2 separate regions of the Rattus norvegicus genome follow, and region 2 is linked to region 1. Evidence: chromatin contacts called from public Hi-C data. All regions are on one chromosome and are shown on one strand. The core of a region is the stretch at or near the end of the contact, and the rest is flanking DNA. Distances in the headings are between cores, read along the strand shown. Region 1 has its middle 55 kb from the start of Slc12a2. Region 2 holds the start of Slc12a2 (solute carrier family 12 member 2).

The links. Hi-C and Micro-C count contacts between places; a contact is called where the count stands out from the background.
Region 2: a Hi-C map of the A7r5 cell line shows a contact between it and region 1, with 2.3 times the contacts expected there. The contact joins the promoter of Slc12a2 here to the enhancer-like site in region 1. A contact is called at or near these places in 3 of 12 Hi-C or Micro-C datasets (the A7r5 cell line, Schwann cells and frontal cortex).

The regions. Positions count from the first base shown.
Region 1 is chr18:53,488,673-53,493,422 of GRCr8, forward strand. No RefSeq gene overlaps it. Among named protein-coding and RNA genes, the nearest start is that of Slc12a2, 55 kb to the right of the region's middle. Within about 2 kb of position 2,744, at least 34 of the 93 cell types and tissues checked have an H3K27ac peak or open chromatin away from gene starts, as enhancers often do.
Region 2 is chr18:53,543,496-53,548,245 of GRCr8, forward strand. It overlaps Slc12a2 (solute carrier family 12 member 2), which reads left to right and starts at 2,838. Exons shown (of 27, transcript NM_031798.2): 1 at 2,838-3,693. The coding sequence starts at 2,965.

The DNA of each region.
Region 1 (4,750 bases), core at 1,494-3,993:
CGATGCTGATCTGAAGGCACTGTGAAGGCAAACGAAGGGGATCCCACTTGGGACACCGTCACGACAAAGATTATAAACATCTTTGCCGGTGCCAGACGTTCCTTCGCAACAGAGCCATGGGAGACGTCTCCATGGAAACGGCGCCTTGCCTTTGGCTTTAATACGGGCAGGGTAATTAGCCTCAGACTTCGGACTCCAGGGCATTCTATTGGTCACCTTGCAAGAGGGGTGCCTTTCGCTGTGCTCTACAGCAACTTGGTACCCCGGGGCCCTTAATGCTCCCAGATTCCCAGAACCATCAACCTCGCCTCCTGTTCCAAACAATAACTACGCGTGACAGGCGATGGGATTCGCAATGATCTTGTTAAATGCTCAAAAGTATATGGAGAGCTAATAACACAGTAAATTGGTTTCCTCCTGGTCACTTAGTAAACTTTTGTGACTTCTTATAAACACATTTTCGTGCTTTTTTTTTAGGCTATAGAAATAGGAAGTAAAATAATGATGTGTCGTCGGACAAAAGATAGCTAATTTCTAATTCTGCCTCTGCAACCACTGGGCATTTGTCTTAGGATAGTTAGATCCCTGGACTGCTTTCTGTTACCCACTTGAGATTCAAGCTGGTTTGATTTGGTAGACCTCGAGGATAGCATTTTTCAATCCGAGATTACAAGTCCTCAGCTGGTTACAACATTAAGTTTTGTGATGGAATGCAATAGGTACAAGGGCATTTCAAAAGGCAAGAGTAATGCTCTGTAAACTTCTCTTATGGCTTTGTGTACACCCAAGAATTGGCTGTTAGTATATTCTGTTATGGTGCAAATGGTCTTGGAAATGAAGTCCTACAAATATAAAGGGACAGAGAGAGGAATAACTCCCTGCACATAGGCAGGGGATATTAATAGATGCTGACTGTTGATAGACTTAGGATTTCTTTTTAGGGCAATGGAAATGTTCTAAAATTAGGTGGTGGTGGAGGTGGTGGTGGTGGTGGTGGTGGTGGTGGTGGTGGTGGTGGTGGTGGTGTAAATCAGTAAATATACAAAAATTCATAAGTTATGGATATAAAATATGAGCCTCTTATGGAATATAAACTAATAAAGCTGTTTGAGGAGATGACAAAAGGCTGCTCGAGAGAGCCATTGGTTTGCTTCAGGGCATCTGAATATTCTCCAAAATTATAACATAAAATTTTAGGGGGAAGAAGTATAGATAGCTTTCATCAGATTCTCAAAAGGATCCAAGACTCATCAACATCTTTCAATTAGCTTATATTGTTGTACAGAATATTGTATCTTTACTGTGCATGCTGAACACCCTTTCTACCCACAGGGCTTCTTTCTTGGAGGATGTGGAAATCTAACCTTTGGCTGTTGGTTTCCTGTGTCACTTTTCTTTCTCCAGACTTTTCAGCTCTCACAATCTCCTTTAGGTGATTGTGAGATTCCTCCCATCTTCCTTACGAATAGAGTCTAATCTTCTAGTTTATAACGCTTTTCCTTCACTGAGTCACAGAGAGACACCTTCTTACCCAGACCCTGAGTACATTCCACTACAGTTCTTAACACAACTCAGTCAGCAGAATTCTGTTCTTTGGCTCATGGCTTTTTCCGCAACAGATGATGTCAAGCTTAAAGGCAGCATGTATTGTCCGTGAGTGGTTGGTCCCTTCTAGGTCCGTGGTTATTTATCTGCTTCTTATTTGTAGCGCCAATAGTAGAGGCTGTGTACCAATTCCTGTCTGCAGCTTAAACATCCCCCTATCTGCATTGCGATACACCCTGCATTGCTGGTCTCTTCCTTGTATCTGCGGTTTCCAATGATGTGGTCATTAGTCCTGTTGCTGTCCTTCATTCTCTTTCTCCACTGCATTGTTTACTTCACGGATGCTGCATTATCTCCCCTTCAGTCTATGCCGCTTCCTGCCCTCCTCCCCAGTTCACACCTTCAAAGTGAATTTTACTAAGACTAAGGTTTCATCCTTTGATTTAATTATTTTTGACACCGTGTTCTCTAAACAAAACAATGTCTAAATCTTTATATATAATTTTACGATCTAGCATATCTTTTAACAGCAATTACAACCACACTTCTCTGAAACTAATAACAACAGATGGCCCATGTAAGGGTATTTATAGTTCTATGTGTTTTTATTTCATTTTATTTTTTCCAGACAGGGTTTCTCTGTTTCCAGTAGCCCTGGATGTCCTGGAACTCACTCAGTAGACCAGGCCAGCTTTGAAGTCAAAGACCCGCCCCCGCCTCCGCCCCCGGCTCCGCCCCCGCCCCCGCCCCCGCCCCCGCCTCCGCCTCCGCCTCCGCCTCCGCCTCCGCCCCCGCCCCCGCCCCCGCCTCCGCCCCCGCCTCCACCTCCGCCTCCACCTCCGCCTCCACCTCCCGAGAGCTGGGATTAAAGGTTTGTCCTACCACCACCCAGCCTCTAGAGTATTTCAAAAAAGCCAACAACTCCATGATTGACAGAAACGAAACGAAACAAAACACAGTGGTGAAAAGCAAGCCTCTGGAAGTGGTTCAGCTAATAACTATCTTGTCTTGGGAAGCCTTTAGAAGCATCTTTCTCACCTATAAAACTAGGCGAGTAGTGCTTTATTGGTTCTCTGTGGTGATCGCAGAGGATGATGGATGCTTCAGGATTCGGTGATGGTGCCAAACAACTTTCCCCCCCTTTTTGTCTTCATATCACCATCGGCTCCCCACAAACCTTGTAAATCCCATCCTTGTCTTCACCAGCTCCCTTATACTCACCTTTTACTTCTTAACACCCATCACCCGTATTGATGTTAAATAAATTAATTTCATCACGTCAATTACATTGAGTTGATAGAAAAGACACTAAATGTACATCCCTTGGTACACGATCTTTTGTCTTGCCCTCTTTACCGCAGGCTGAAAGAGTTCCCCTGTGGTAAACTGGGCATGGTAGTGCACACTCTAACCCTAGACAGGAAAAACTCAAGTTAGCCATAGTTGGACCTTGCCTGAGGGGAAAGGGGAGGGAGGAAGAGGGAGGGAGAAAGAGAGAGGATATCTCATGAATTTTAGAATGCTAGACTCTAATCTCAGAGTCAATCCAAACAATGGAACCTTTGTTAGAGAGCCAAGTTAGAGAGAGCTCTCTCGTATCCATTCACACCAGTTGTTATGGTGATTGCCTCTGGGTACCACAGACACATTCCAGTTCAAGATCTATTTTTATACGGCTGTTCTGAGGATCTGCAGACACCTGTCTCATTTAGCGGCTAGAATATTTAAGCACCATGATCCATTTAAAATAACAGATAAGCCAGCCATGGTGGCATATTTTAAGCCAGGAATTTTATTACCGAAGACTAAGTTTTCCTTTATTCCAAGGGCGTCTTTGTACTACTGCATCCAAAGCCAAGAAAATACAACCCGTCTCTAAACAAAATCAGATGGAGGAAGGCGGGGATTCGTCTAACCATGAAAGAAAAAGAAATCTCCTGCTCTTCTATTGCTGCTCCTTAAATTAGGAAAGAGAAGATGTGGGAAGCTGGGTGTGTGTTCCATGCCTACAGTCCCAGTACTCTAGAGTCTGAGGCAGAAGGATGGCGATGTCAAGGTCAACTAGGGCTATAGAACCAGATCATTTCTCAAGAAAAAGAGTTGGTCTAGGGATGGGGAGAAAGGATTAGTGAGGACACTGAGCCATGCTTAGGGTACTTTCTATGCACATATGGCAACATCAAAATTCATGTACAGTATATGATGATAAGATTTTCCACAGTGTTTTGTCTGTCTGTCTGTCTGTCTGTTTCTTCAAACAGGTTCTCACTCTGTGTCCCGGGCTGGCCTGGGACTTACTATGAAGCCCAGCAATTCTGTCTCCCATCTATCTGTCTCCACTGTCCCAGTGCTGGGATCATAGGCATAAACAACCAAATCCAGACAAGAAAGAAAAACGTTGCTCATATGTAAAAAACTGGATTCTGCCTCCTTTTATTTTCAAGTTCTGCAGCCTGAAGGCCAATTTAAGTCACCCAACTGAGTCAGTGTATGTTTTATCCTTCCATTTGCTGGAAATGAAGTCCCGGTTTGCTTTGGTTTGATCGCAGTGGTTTCTTTACTGTCTAATAGAGCACTCTTCATCTTCCGTATTCCTGACTTTTTCCATATTCTTCAATCCATAGTCCTGATTGTTTCTAGCATGCCTCTCATAATTTGGCCTGGATCTAGACATAAATACCTCTTTTATTATGTTTTGTACAGATGTGTCTTTGAGTGGGTGACATAAATGTGTTTACATGTTTACATGTGTATATATGTGTGTCCAGGTAATTGTATACATACAAGCATATGCATGTGGAAGTCAGAAACTGTTGTTCAGTATCTTCCTCATTTTCCACCTTAGGTGCTGGTTTTATTGGGGGGGGGTGTTTCCTTTTATGACAGGGCCCCTTACTGAATCTGGAACTTGATGGTTAGCCTAGACTATTTGTCAGCAACCCCCAGGGCTCCTCCTATGTCTGCAACCCCACTTTGGGATTACAGGTGTGCACTGCTGCACCTGGATTTTTATACAGATGCTGAGTCTCCAAACTTAAGTCTCCATGTCTTTGTGGCAAGCACTTTACTGACTGAGCCATCTTCCCAGCCACCTTCGCCCTTTTAATAACACATTTGACTTTGAGAGGACTTGGTACACATGCTTCTCTGTCCTTTAGCAAATTTCTCTTGTCAAGGAATAGATAACAAAGAGGTCTAGGAAGCC
Region 2 (4,750 bases), core at 1,588-4,087, 55 kb after region 1:
GTCCGATGAGGGCCTGATCTAATACACCTTTACACATTGCTCTTTCTTTGTCTCTGCCACCTCTTTGTCTACAGAAGGTCCATTGGTCCTCTATGTTGGTAACGTAGGGGGACAAATCTGCTGTTTGGTAATACTGAGGGATCACTGTAGGATGTAGGTGCTCAAACCTAAATGGTTCACACCATACCATCCATGGGTTATACTCAGCCTATTTATCCTAGGCAACAAAAATGCACAACATGTCAATGAACAGAACGCCCCAGGCTTAATATAAGGTTGTGTGTGGATCCAAACAGAAAAAGTACAATAAAACAGGGATATAAATTTCTTTCAGCTCCATCATTGACCTTGCATGACAGCTTTCCTGAAGCATCACTAAGTTGGACACACTTTTGTTTTTTTTGGGTTTGGAGACAGGTTTCTCTGTGTAGTCATGGCCATCCTGGATCTTCTACAGACCAGTCTGGCCTTGAACTCACAGAGATCTGCCTGCCTCTGCCTCTTGAATGCAGGGATCAAAGGCATGTGCCGCCATCTGCCAGTCACTGAGCATAATTCTACATGGAAGATGCTCTTCCTGCGGAAGGATCCTGGACTCTTCAATGATTTGACAGCTGCTACGGACCGAATTATGTAGTGTAAACACTCACAGTTTAAGTCGCCTACCTCTGTTTGATTGAATTAGAAAGAAGGTTTTTCAACGGTCACTTCAAGGCCAAGTGAGCTCATAGGGATAAAACAGGGGTCAGCTCAACCGTGCCTTTATGAGGAGTCAAAGAAGCAGCAGAGTGGTGGCGCCCCTGTGGAAGGCCACACTGGTAAGGAAGCTGTCTGTAAGCAGAGTCCTCACCTGCGCCTAAGCCTTCCAGTGCCCTGGATTCAGAGATGCGGAACTGTTATTTTCTGTTGCCTAAGTCATCTGGTCTATACTAGTTTACCGAGGAAGCCTGAACTATCATTCCACACAAAGTAAAAGCCCCAGCAAGAGACTTGACACATCTCCCACATCCTCAAACTCTGACTTTCTGGCCCTCGACTCTTTTCATGTCTTGAGAAGAACCAGTCCAAATGCCTTGCATGCACTTCCACACCAGGCCTGCTCCCATGATGGTGCTTCTGCTTTCTCTACTTACAATAGATTGTTTCAACATATTTGCATAATGTACTCTCTCGCTCAACGGTTGGTCACCTCAGTGATGCCATCCTAAGGAAGATCTACCATTCCAGTCTCACACAACCCCACCCCCACCCTTAGCATCTGCTTCTGACAGATCTCTTTAGTTTATCCATTCTCAGGACACAGGGGAGCTCATAGCAGGTGTTCCGACATTTGCTAGGTAAATTAATGTTGAATTCTCACAGCCACAGATGAGCTGTATGCTGAAAGGCACACAATACAGAGATCTGTGACTAACACAGCAGTTCCCTAGTAGAAAAGCACACAGCTTTAAAAGCACACATCCTTTTTTCCCCTGGCTTCTCCTGATTTTCTGTTAATATTGGGAAAGTTCAAGGTGGGGAAGAGTCAGGGAGGGGTGTATTAGAAGCCTTGGCTGAATGACCCAATATCTGTTCTTTTCCATCTCCATCTTTAAAATACAGAAAATATAGCTGATAAATTATCAAGGGTGATTAAGATCTCCGGTGAACTGGCTGCCCCGCCTCCCCCCAACACCTTTTATTTCTGCAATTCCAGGCTCTTTGATCTTGCTTAAAGTAGTCAACAACAAGTGGTGTTTATTCCAACTATTCTTTAAACATAGAGTGAACGCAGGCATAACAGGCAATGATCAGAGGAAACTACTTGGGGTCACTCACTTTCACTTAGGTTTGGTGAGGCTGATAAAGGGGGATACTGATACTAAGTTGGAAAACAGGTGTTCCTCTATTTCCAGCGAAAACAAGCCCGCAGAGCAGGAGTGGCTTTTTGTGTTAAAATCTGAGGGAGTTCTTCAGGACCACAGCAAAAAGGAAAACTAGCAATTGTTAACACTGGCTGCTGCGGTCCCTGTATTCTAAGAACTGCGTTTCCTAACACTGAAGTTAAAAATGTCATCAAACGTCGAAATGAGGTTCCCTCCTCACCGTTTTTTTTTTTTTTTACCAGCTTTTGAAATAAAGGTGTCACCCAAGTGTTGACACACCCACCGGCATCGCGGCTGGAATTACTCTTTGGTTATGGAAATCTAAAACGCGGGCACGGAGCGGTAGAGCTGGGCGCCCGGTCAGGGTGCGCGCCGGGCTCGCCGGGAGCGAGCGTGGCCAGCGCCTCCGGAAGCGCGCGCGGGCCCAACAGGAAAGCCCCCAGCATCACCCGCAGCCAGAGCGCCGCGGGCCTGGGTACCACGCGCCCTAAGGGAAACCGCCCACAGGCCCCGCAGCATCTCGCGAGATCTCGCCGGCTCGCCCCAAGTACTGCGAGTTTAGAACTTAAAAAAAAAGGGGGAAAGGAAAAAAAAAAAGAAGCGAGAGGAGTCCACAGGGTCCGTGCAGCCGGGAGAGCATCCGCGACAGCCGGTGCGGGAGCCGGGGCTGCCGGCGGGCGGGAGGACGGAGGGAGGACGCGGAGCGGACCGCGGCGGCGGAAGGGGCGGCGGCGCGCAGGTCTGCGCGGAGACGCGTGCGGCCGCGCCTGCTCGCTGCGGTGCGGAGGCCGGCGCTCTCCAGGGTCGGCGCGCGAGGCTGGCCAGCGCAGGGCTCGGGGCGGGCTGAGGGGCGGGCTGAGCGGCCCCGCCTCCCGCGTGCTGCACCGAGCGCCGCGGCCCCGCCGCGCCTTTAAACCGCGGGGCCGGCCGCGCTCGCGGGCACTTGGCGGCTGGCGGCGAGCGTGCCGCGGGTGTGAGGCAGCGGCGCTGCGACTCTCTCTCCCCCGGCTCCTTAGTGGGAGCGCCGGCCAGGGACCCGAGCCGCGCTGTACGCAGCGTCCACCCGCCCGCTCCGCAGGTCCCCGAGCGTCGGGCGGCGATGGAGCCCGGGCCCGCGGCGCCCTCGTCTGGCGCCCCGCGGCCCGCCCGGGATGGGGACGCGCCGCTGACTGCCGCCGGGGTGGACCTGCCCGGCACGGCCGTACTCTCCGGTCGAGAGGATGCTACCGCTGGGAGCCAGGCCGGCGGCGGGGTGCGCGGAGAGGGAACCCCGGCCGCTGGCGATGGGCTGGGCAAACCTCTGGGGCCCACCCCCAGCCAGAGCCGCTTCCAGGTGGACCCGGTTTCCGAGAACGCCGGGCGGGCCGCGGCTGCTGCAGCTGCAGCGGCGGCTGCGGCGGCTGCCGGGGCAGCGGGCAAGGAGACCCCCGCGGCTGGGAAAGCCGGCACTGAGAGCGGCGTGGCCAAGGGCAGCGAGGAAGCCAAGGGCCGCTTCCGCGTGAACTTCGTGGACCCGGCTGCCTCCTCGTCGGCGGACGACAGCCTGTCGGATGCGGCGGGGGTCGGTGGCGACGGGCCCAACGTGAGCTTCCAGAACGGCGGGGACACGGTGCTGAGCGAGGGCAGCAGCCTGCACTCGGGTGGTGGCAGTGGACACCACCAGCAGTACTACTATGACACCCACACCAACACCTACTACCTGCGCACCTTCGGCCACAACACCATGGACGCGGTGCCCAGGATCGACCACTACCGGCACACGGCCGCGCAGCTGGGCGAGAAGCTGCTCCGGCCCAGCCTGGCAGAGCTCCACGATGAGCTGGAAAAGGTGAGCTCGCCCAGACCTTCCTCCCTCCCCATGCCCTGGCGCGTGCTGGCCTCAGGATGCAGCCGCTGACTCTCCCTTGGTGAGGTGGCAGCGCAAGACCCAAGGAACGACTCGCTGGCATCTCTGGATTCAGCTGTCAAGTGTGGAATTGCAGCGGAATGTAACTTAATCCTTCAAAAGTTTGCAGCGGGTTTGGCCGGTTATGTGATACAGCGGAGGCAGCACTTAGCGGCCTCTCCCAATCAGTTATATATCTTGTATACACTGTCTTTTGCACCCAGTGCCACCTCGCTGGGTTACACATGTTAGGGACCAGCGAAGAGAGTGTGGAAGAAGTTTAGAAAAGGCTCTGTTGAGACAGGGTGGAGAGAACCTACTGCCTACCATCTGGGTCCTTTTTAGATTGTAGTGTATGGCTTCTGTATATCCATTAGAGGTCCTGAGTGGAAAGGTTGGTGTTTGAAGGAAAGCTCTAATAGCATGTGTTTGTAGTCTATTAATTATTAAAGCTCAGTTTTTGCAATCCTAAATATGCAGAGGGCTATAGAAATCTTTCTTTGAAGACAGGGTCTTCCTATGTAGCCCAGGCTGTCCTAGAACTTGCTGTGTAGACCAGGCTGGGAACTCACAGAGATCCATCAGCTTCTGCTTCCCAGCCCTGGGGTGGGAAATCCCAAATCTTGTTGTTTTTGTTTGTTTGTAAACTTTTTGCAAAGAGGCATGTATGGAGGGTGGGGGTTGTAGAAAGATGTTTCAGAAGAGCACTTGTTGCGTAGGGGACCAGGAGGGTTCTGTTCCCAGCCCTCACAAGGAGGCTCACGACCACCATCTGTAACTCCGCTTGCAGTTTGACAGGCACGAAGCATGCATGCATATGGTATATACATCCAGGAGGAATGCAGGCAAAACATTCATACACATAAAATAAATCTTTGAAAGAGGGCCGAATTTAAAAAAACAAAACATAACAAAAACTGACAGTGGTGAATCTTTGAGTCTAGAGAAAAAATGAAACACAGGGATTTTATTTTACCCCTCAGGGATGTCCAGAGACATA